2 separate regions of the Oryctolagus cuniculus genome follow, and region 2 is linked to region 1. The links are chromatin contacts, called in public Micro-C maps. All regions are on one chromosome and are shown on one strand. The core of a region is the stretch at or near the end of the contact, and the rest is flanking DNA. Distances in the headings are between cores, read along the strand shown.

Evidence for each region. Hi-C and Micro-C count contacts between places; a contact is called where the count stands out from the background.
Region 2: a contact with region 1 is called in a Micro-C map of ear pinna, with 7 times the contacts expected there. The contact joins the promoter of CEP57L1 here to the promoter of CD164 in region 1. A contact is called at or near these places in 2 of 6 Hi-C or Micro-C datasets (ear pinna and an unstated tissue).

What each region holds. Positions count from the first base shown.
Region 1 is chr5:62,011,963-62,014,943 of mOryCun1.1, reverse strand. It overlaps CD164 (CD164 molecule), which reads right to left and starts at 1,535. Exons shown (of 6, transcript XM_017345316.3): 1 at 1,200-1,535. The coding sequence starts at 1,380. LOC138849788 (a long non-coding RNA gene) reads left to right here and starts at 1,804. Exons shown (of 2, transcript XR_011388959.1): 1 at 1,804-1,970; 2 at 2,644-2,981.
Region 2 is chr5:62,309,686-62,312,666 of mOryCun1.1, reverse strand. CEP57L1 (centrosomal protein 57 like 1) reads left to right here and starts at 1,538. Exons shown (of 11, transcript XM_070073727.1): 1 at 1,538-1,674. SESN1 (sestrin 1) reads right to left here and starts at 1,001. Exons shown (of 10, transcript XM_008263340.4): 1 at 216-1,001. The coding sequence starts at 494.

The sequences.
Region 1 (2,981 bases), core at 286-2,785:
CAAACTGCCAAATAAGCAAGAGACAGAAAATATTCTGCTCTATCATGGTAAAAACAGTGCGGTTAGAATTTCCAGCACTGAACTGCAATTTACTTTCCTCGCTTTTAAATGTTTGAATCCTACCATTTAATCTTCCTGAATGTAACAAAACACGAGCTATTACGATTGCTGACTTCTTAAACTCAGCGACTGTACGATACTAAGGCCAGGGAAGACGCCGCAGAATATGATCAGCATGAGAAAAATGCCTTGGTCAAGTCGTTCCACCTCAGCCAGGCTTCAGTCCAGTGAGTTCCTCCTTACCCAGTAACAACCAGAGTAACCAATCGCACTACACTGCGGGCTTTGAACATCCAGTTTCTTCTCCTTAATACTTCCAATGCACTTTCCCTCCCTCTTCTGCCTTGTCGAAGCACACGCCAATTTCTGCCACGATCCGTGTACGGCTTCACCCGTCCTCCTCTCCCGCACAGCTGAACAAAAGGTGTGTTCCAGAAAACCTACAGGCCTGGCTTCCAAGCCAACTCCACAACCTACGAAACCCAACGCCCCCGAGGACTCCCTTCCCCGTCCGCCTTCCGGCGGTGCCCCGAGCCCCGAAAGCCGCACCTGCAGAGCGCACGCGGGCACGCGCTGGGCACCACTTCTCTGCACACCGCACGGTGTCCAGTGTTCACGATCTATGTGCTGGACCTCAGATACCGCCCGCAGAGACCCGCAAAACCAGGGCAATCACACCTCCAGCGACTCGCACACTCGGACCCCAGCCCGACACCCAAGCGAGCGCTCAGCGTTAAGTTTCTCTTTCCGTCTTGCGCCCACTTCCGGAGAAGCCTCCCTCGGGAGACGGCCCCGGGGACAGGAAAGTTCGGTCTCGCCGCCAACTCCGGAGGCGTCGCCTCGCCCCATCACCAACCCCACAGCTGCCACCGCGGAAGGAAGCCACGTCCCCTCGTCCGCGCCTAAGGTCAAGCTAGGGACTACCACGCGGTTTTTAAAGACCACCGCAGCGTGCGATGCTCTCGGGGGTCGGAAACAGCCCGATGGCGCCCGGAGCGCGCCCCGGCCGCCCCGCGAGCGGACTCGGGGCGGGCCGCCATGTTGTCGGAGTCGCCGCCACGGCCGGACCCGCGCGCACGGGCGAAGGCGTGCGGCCGGGAAGGGCGGGCGAGCGCGGGACTCCCAGGGCCGGCGCCCACCTAGTGCTGGAGGGGTGGTCGACGGGGAGGGCTTCAGCGACGTCGGCACTATCTTGGAGGGCGTTAAAGTCGGAGTTTCAGTCCCGTTCGGGGTCACGGTGGTGTTCGAGTCCACGGACAGGACGCAGAGCGCGGCCAGGCAGGTGGCGGCCCAAAGTAGCGGGCGGGAGAGGCCTGACATCGTGTCCTCGGCGCTGGTGTCCACGCGAAAGCTGCAGCGCACTACGCTGGCTCAGTCCCTCCGTCCCCTGCGGCGCCGCCTCCAAGACTTGGCTCCCCTGCGGGAGCGCGCTGAAGTCACGTGAGGGGCTGCGCCCACGGCGTGGGGGCGGGGCCAGGGGAGGCGGGGCTCGGGCTATACCAACGGGAGACCTAAGGGGGAAGAGCATGGACGTCCTGAAGCAGCCGAGGCAGGCTGTCCCTCAGGGAAACTGTAATAAAGCAAGAAATAGGTACAGAAGCTGGAAATTGTTTTTCTTGGCCTCCGATTATCACGCAGGATGTGACTAGGCTTTTCTCGTACCTCCTATAGGAAAGCTCCCCCCACCCTGGCTTGGATGGAACGACCCACGTGACGTGGCGTAAGGCCTCCACCTGAGCGCCAGGAGAGGCCGGGTGTCCGCGTCCCCACGTGACCTCAGGGCCGGTCCTCCCGGACCCGCGGCCCAACGGGCGGAAGTTGTTTCTGGGCGGCGCTCGCCGAAGTCAGGGAAGGAGTAAGTTCGCCCTGTGCTGGCGTGTCCCCAGATAGGGGCCGTGCCCCATCGGAAGGTGGGTTTTACTGAAAGTAGTCCTCATTGGGACTCCCCGGGGAGATGGGAGACACCGCCTGGTTAAGGAGTTTGTGCTCTGCCGCCCACGCAGTGCGAGCGGCTCAGATCTGCAGCCTCCCAGCCAGGGCCGCCCACTGTCCCGCCTCTGCTTTCCCGCTTCGCCGGCCTGACTTTTCCGAGTTGCCGTTTGCGTTGGCGGCAGCCGGGGCCGGTGTGTCCCTCTTGTACCGCTGGAGTCAGCATCCAGGGCGGTGCAGTTGGAAGGCCGTCGGGTCCGTCCCCACCCCCCACGTTCCCGGTGAGGAAATCGAGACTGAGAAAAGTGACCTCTACCCGCAGAGCTGGATTGTTGAATGCCTGTTACAGCGGTCCGACGCTGCTGTGCCTTTCGGTGAGGGTGAGCGCCATCTGACGTCCACTCTCGAAAAATAGCGGCGGTATTGGAGATGCTTATATCCGATGCTGAAAGTTAGACTTTGATAGCTGGATTTCATGCCATCTGTTTCAGCTGCTTTATATTTATCATGTAATTTTAATCGTGGGTGTGTTTCCTCAACACAGACTGCTTCCGTGGAGGTCTGTTTTGCCGTGTTTCAAACACCAGAAAGATGACAGCATACCCGAGTTAGCATTTGTTTGGCGTCAGGTTTAAAGTTTTTATCTCCACATAGGATCTGGATCAGTGGGGTCCTCCTGCACGCTCATGACTGAACGTTCTGTTGGCTGCACGGCTTGGAGGTTTGCTCGGATGTAAACAGGAAAGTGCTGGTTTCTGATCAGTTCTGTGAGCAGAAGCATGAGAAGGCAGTCAAGTATGTGAGATCCCTCCATCAGCCTTTCAACCAGACATCTGCTCTGCTCTCAGCACACCCCACGCACTGTATTTGGCCCATGACCGTCAGACACCCAGACTAAATGAAGGCACTAGTCAACCTTTTTTTTTTTTTTTTTTTTTTTTTTAAGATCATCATAGAGGTGGGCTTTAGCAGGGCAGTTAGGACAACTGCAT
Region 2 (2,981 bases), core at 289-2,788, 300 kb before region 1:
TTGTTTACTTGCACTTAAAAATCATTTTTACTTTAGCCCATCTTGTCCGGTTTGGGCCCCACACTCAATGTGCCACCGCACACCCTACTTTTCAGAGGTAGCGTCAATTCGTGAACTCACCAAACGACCCACGGGAAGCGACGGCCGAGGGAATGACCAAGAATAAAATGTCCCTGGACCACAGAGACCAACGTACTTAAAGTGCGCTTCCTTACCTGGGCGCTCTTCAGGATAAACTCACTCCTCTCTCTCACGTCTTTAAAGGGACACCTTTTGGAAAGCATCAGTAGCCGAGCGAGCAGCTTATTCAGCCCGTCCACAGAGGCGGCGTCCGAATGCCCGTCGGGTGGACGAGAAGGTGGCCCCTCCAGCGAACGCAGACACTCGGTCTTTCGCAAAACGATCTGCCTAATGTTCTCCAGGGCCGTCTCTCGGACAGCGGGATCTCGGCTGCACAGTCCGTCCCACCTCACTTCATTCTCCCCTTCAGCCATGGCAATCGGGCTTCTGCCTGGACGGTCTTCAGTCCCCCTTCGGCATGCCCCCCAAAGCGCCCCGCAGCCCTTACATGGGGCACGTGCGGCTAAAACCGGGGCGAAACGCAGCCGTCATAACACGACGTCTGCGAGACGCTGGGAACCAGAACCGATCTGCAAGACCGAGCACCCTTTTCACCCTTCTCCTTCACCCACGGGGCGCTCTTCGGGTCGGAGATGGAAAAAACAAAAAAGTTGGGAAGTCGCAGTCCGCCCAGCGCCAGCCTCGCGGCACGGGGAGTCTCGGGGAAGTGCTCTCGGCCTCGCGGGGTCAGCGGATATCCTCACGTCGTCGAGCTGTCAAATCCGCGCTCTGCCCAAAAACGCTGCTGGCAGCGGAACGCGCTCCAGCCATTCGGTTTTTTTTTTTTTTTTTTTTTTTTGTCTGTGCGGCCGCACGGCTCGCCCCGGCGTTCCCACCCCGCCCCTCCTCCGGCGCCTGGTCCCGCCCTCCGCGCGCGCCGCCCAGCGCCTCAGCCGCTCGCTGGACGCCGGCGGCGAAGGTTCGCCGGACCCCGGGCCCGGTGGCCGGCCCGGCCCGAGACTCGGGCGCTCCCGGCAGGGGGGCTCCCGCAGCCCCCGTGCAGAAGGGCAAGGAGAGCGGCCCGGGCCGCGGCCGATTCCGGACGCCCGGGAAGACGCCGCTTCTCCGGCCCCTGTGCCCTCGCCTACCGCCCGCCCAGCCAGAGGGCACGGGGCGGCCTCGGCAGTCCTCGGAGCTGCGGGAGCGGCTGGGCCCCGACCGAGGCGCAAAGCCCGCCCCTTCGTCCAGCCCCATCTGTGGGGTTCGGCCCAGAAGGCGGGAGCAGGGAGGGGAGATGGGGTCCTCACCCCCCAGCCCCTCCCCTTTCTCCGCCCGGCACTAACCGGGAGCCGCCTGCCCCTGCCCCAGCGCCTTCTTCCCCGCCCAGGCAGCGGCGACCCGCCGTGGCAAAGCCATTGGAAAAAGCCCCGCCCTCCGCCAGGCTACCTCTCCAGACCCCAAGTCCGCTGCGCGCGGCCGCCAAACCGCTGCCGGGTGCTACGCATGCGTGACCGCGGGCAGGGCGCATGCGCCTTCCCAACCACTTGGCGCGCGCCGAGGGGCGTTTTCCGTTCCTGAGCGTTTGGAGTCTGTCCTGGAGAAGAGGGAGGAAAAGTAAGGAGCAGGAATGTGCTGAGACTTGCTCACACACGAGTTATACACAAGCAGGGGAGGAGGACACGGACGCGCCCTTGGAAGAATTTAAAAATTTAAGATTAGCCTAAAAATAGCGCCGGCGAGCTCCAGGTTTAAGGAGGCAGGGCACTTTCGCATTGACTTCTGGGAAATGTGGTTCTGATGATGCCGGCGCTGTCTGTGTGCGACAGAAACTACAACCCCCAGAGGCCACTGCGACCTGAATGTGGCAGCCTGTGAACCAACTGGTTAGCCGAGGCAGCGGCTGCCCCAGGGCGTCGGTCTGGTAAGCACTGCGCGCTTTTTCGTCATGTTCCCCTCGATAGGGTTTTCTCCGTCCTCCATTTCCTCTGGAACCTGGGAAACCAAGCCGTCTAAGGTTGCGGTCCTTATCCGGGGACTTTTCCCAGTGACCTGCGAGAGAAGGACTGGTGCAGGTGCCCCGAGTCCGGGGGCGTGGTCAGGCGAGGCTTTGGGGGTCGCGATCCCGAGGGTCTGTGGGAGCGGCCTGATTAAGACCACGACGGAAAGATGCGTTGGAAAGGGGGCCCCGCGCTGCTGTCTGTTTTGCCGGTTCCTGTGGACACGCGCGGGATGGGTTAAAAATCCCTGTGCAATTGCACTGTTTTCTGCCTTTCTCCAGGGGTGTTCTGTGGGCTTATTTGTTTTGTTAAATAAGATCTGGGGTGGTGCCTTGGAGTAAAGCCGCCGCCTGCAGCACCGGCATCCCTTATGGGCGCCTGTTGGAGTCCCCCCGGCTGCCCCACTTCTGATCCAGCTCCCTGCTGAGGTGCCTGGGAAAGCCGCTGAAGGTGGCCCAGCGCTTGGGTCCCTGCACCCACGTGGGAGACCCGGAAGAAGCTCCTGGCTCCTGTCTGGTTGCGGCCATATGGGGAAGTGAACCACTGGATGGGAGATAACTCTCTCTCTCTCTCTCTCTCTCTCTCTCTCTCTGCCTCTCCTTCTCTGTAACTCTTTCAAATAAATCTTTAAAAATTTCAACAGCGCTTTAAAAGCAAGTAGTCAAATGTGCCTTATATAAGACTGAAAGGAAAAGTATCCTCAATATTCCTAAGTGTGAATTCTGGGAAGGCCATGAAGATGATGCATAACCCCACCAAGTTTAGTATCTTTAAAAGAGTCATTCTTTAAAAAAAAAAAAAAAAAGTCATTAAGCTTGAGAAAAGTTGAGGTTTGAAAGGCCATGAGTGGACCAATAATCTGAGTCGATTTTAATTCATCGTATTGCAGAATAGATGTATTTCTAAAATTTAGGCTTCCTAAGC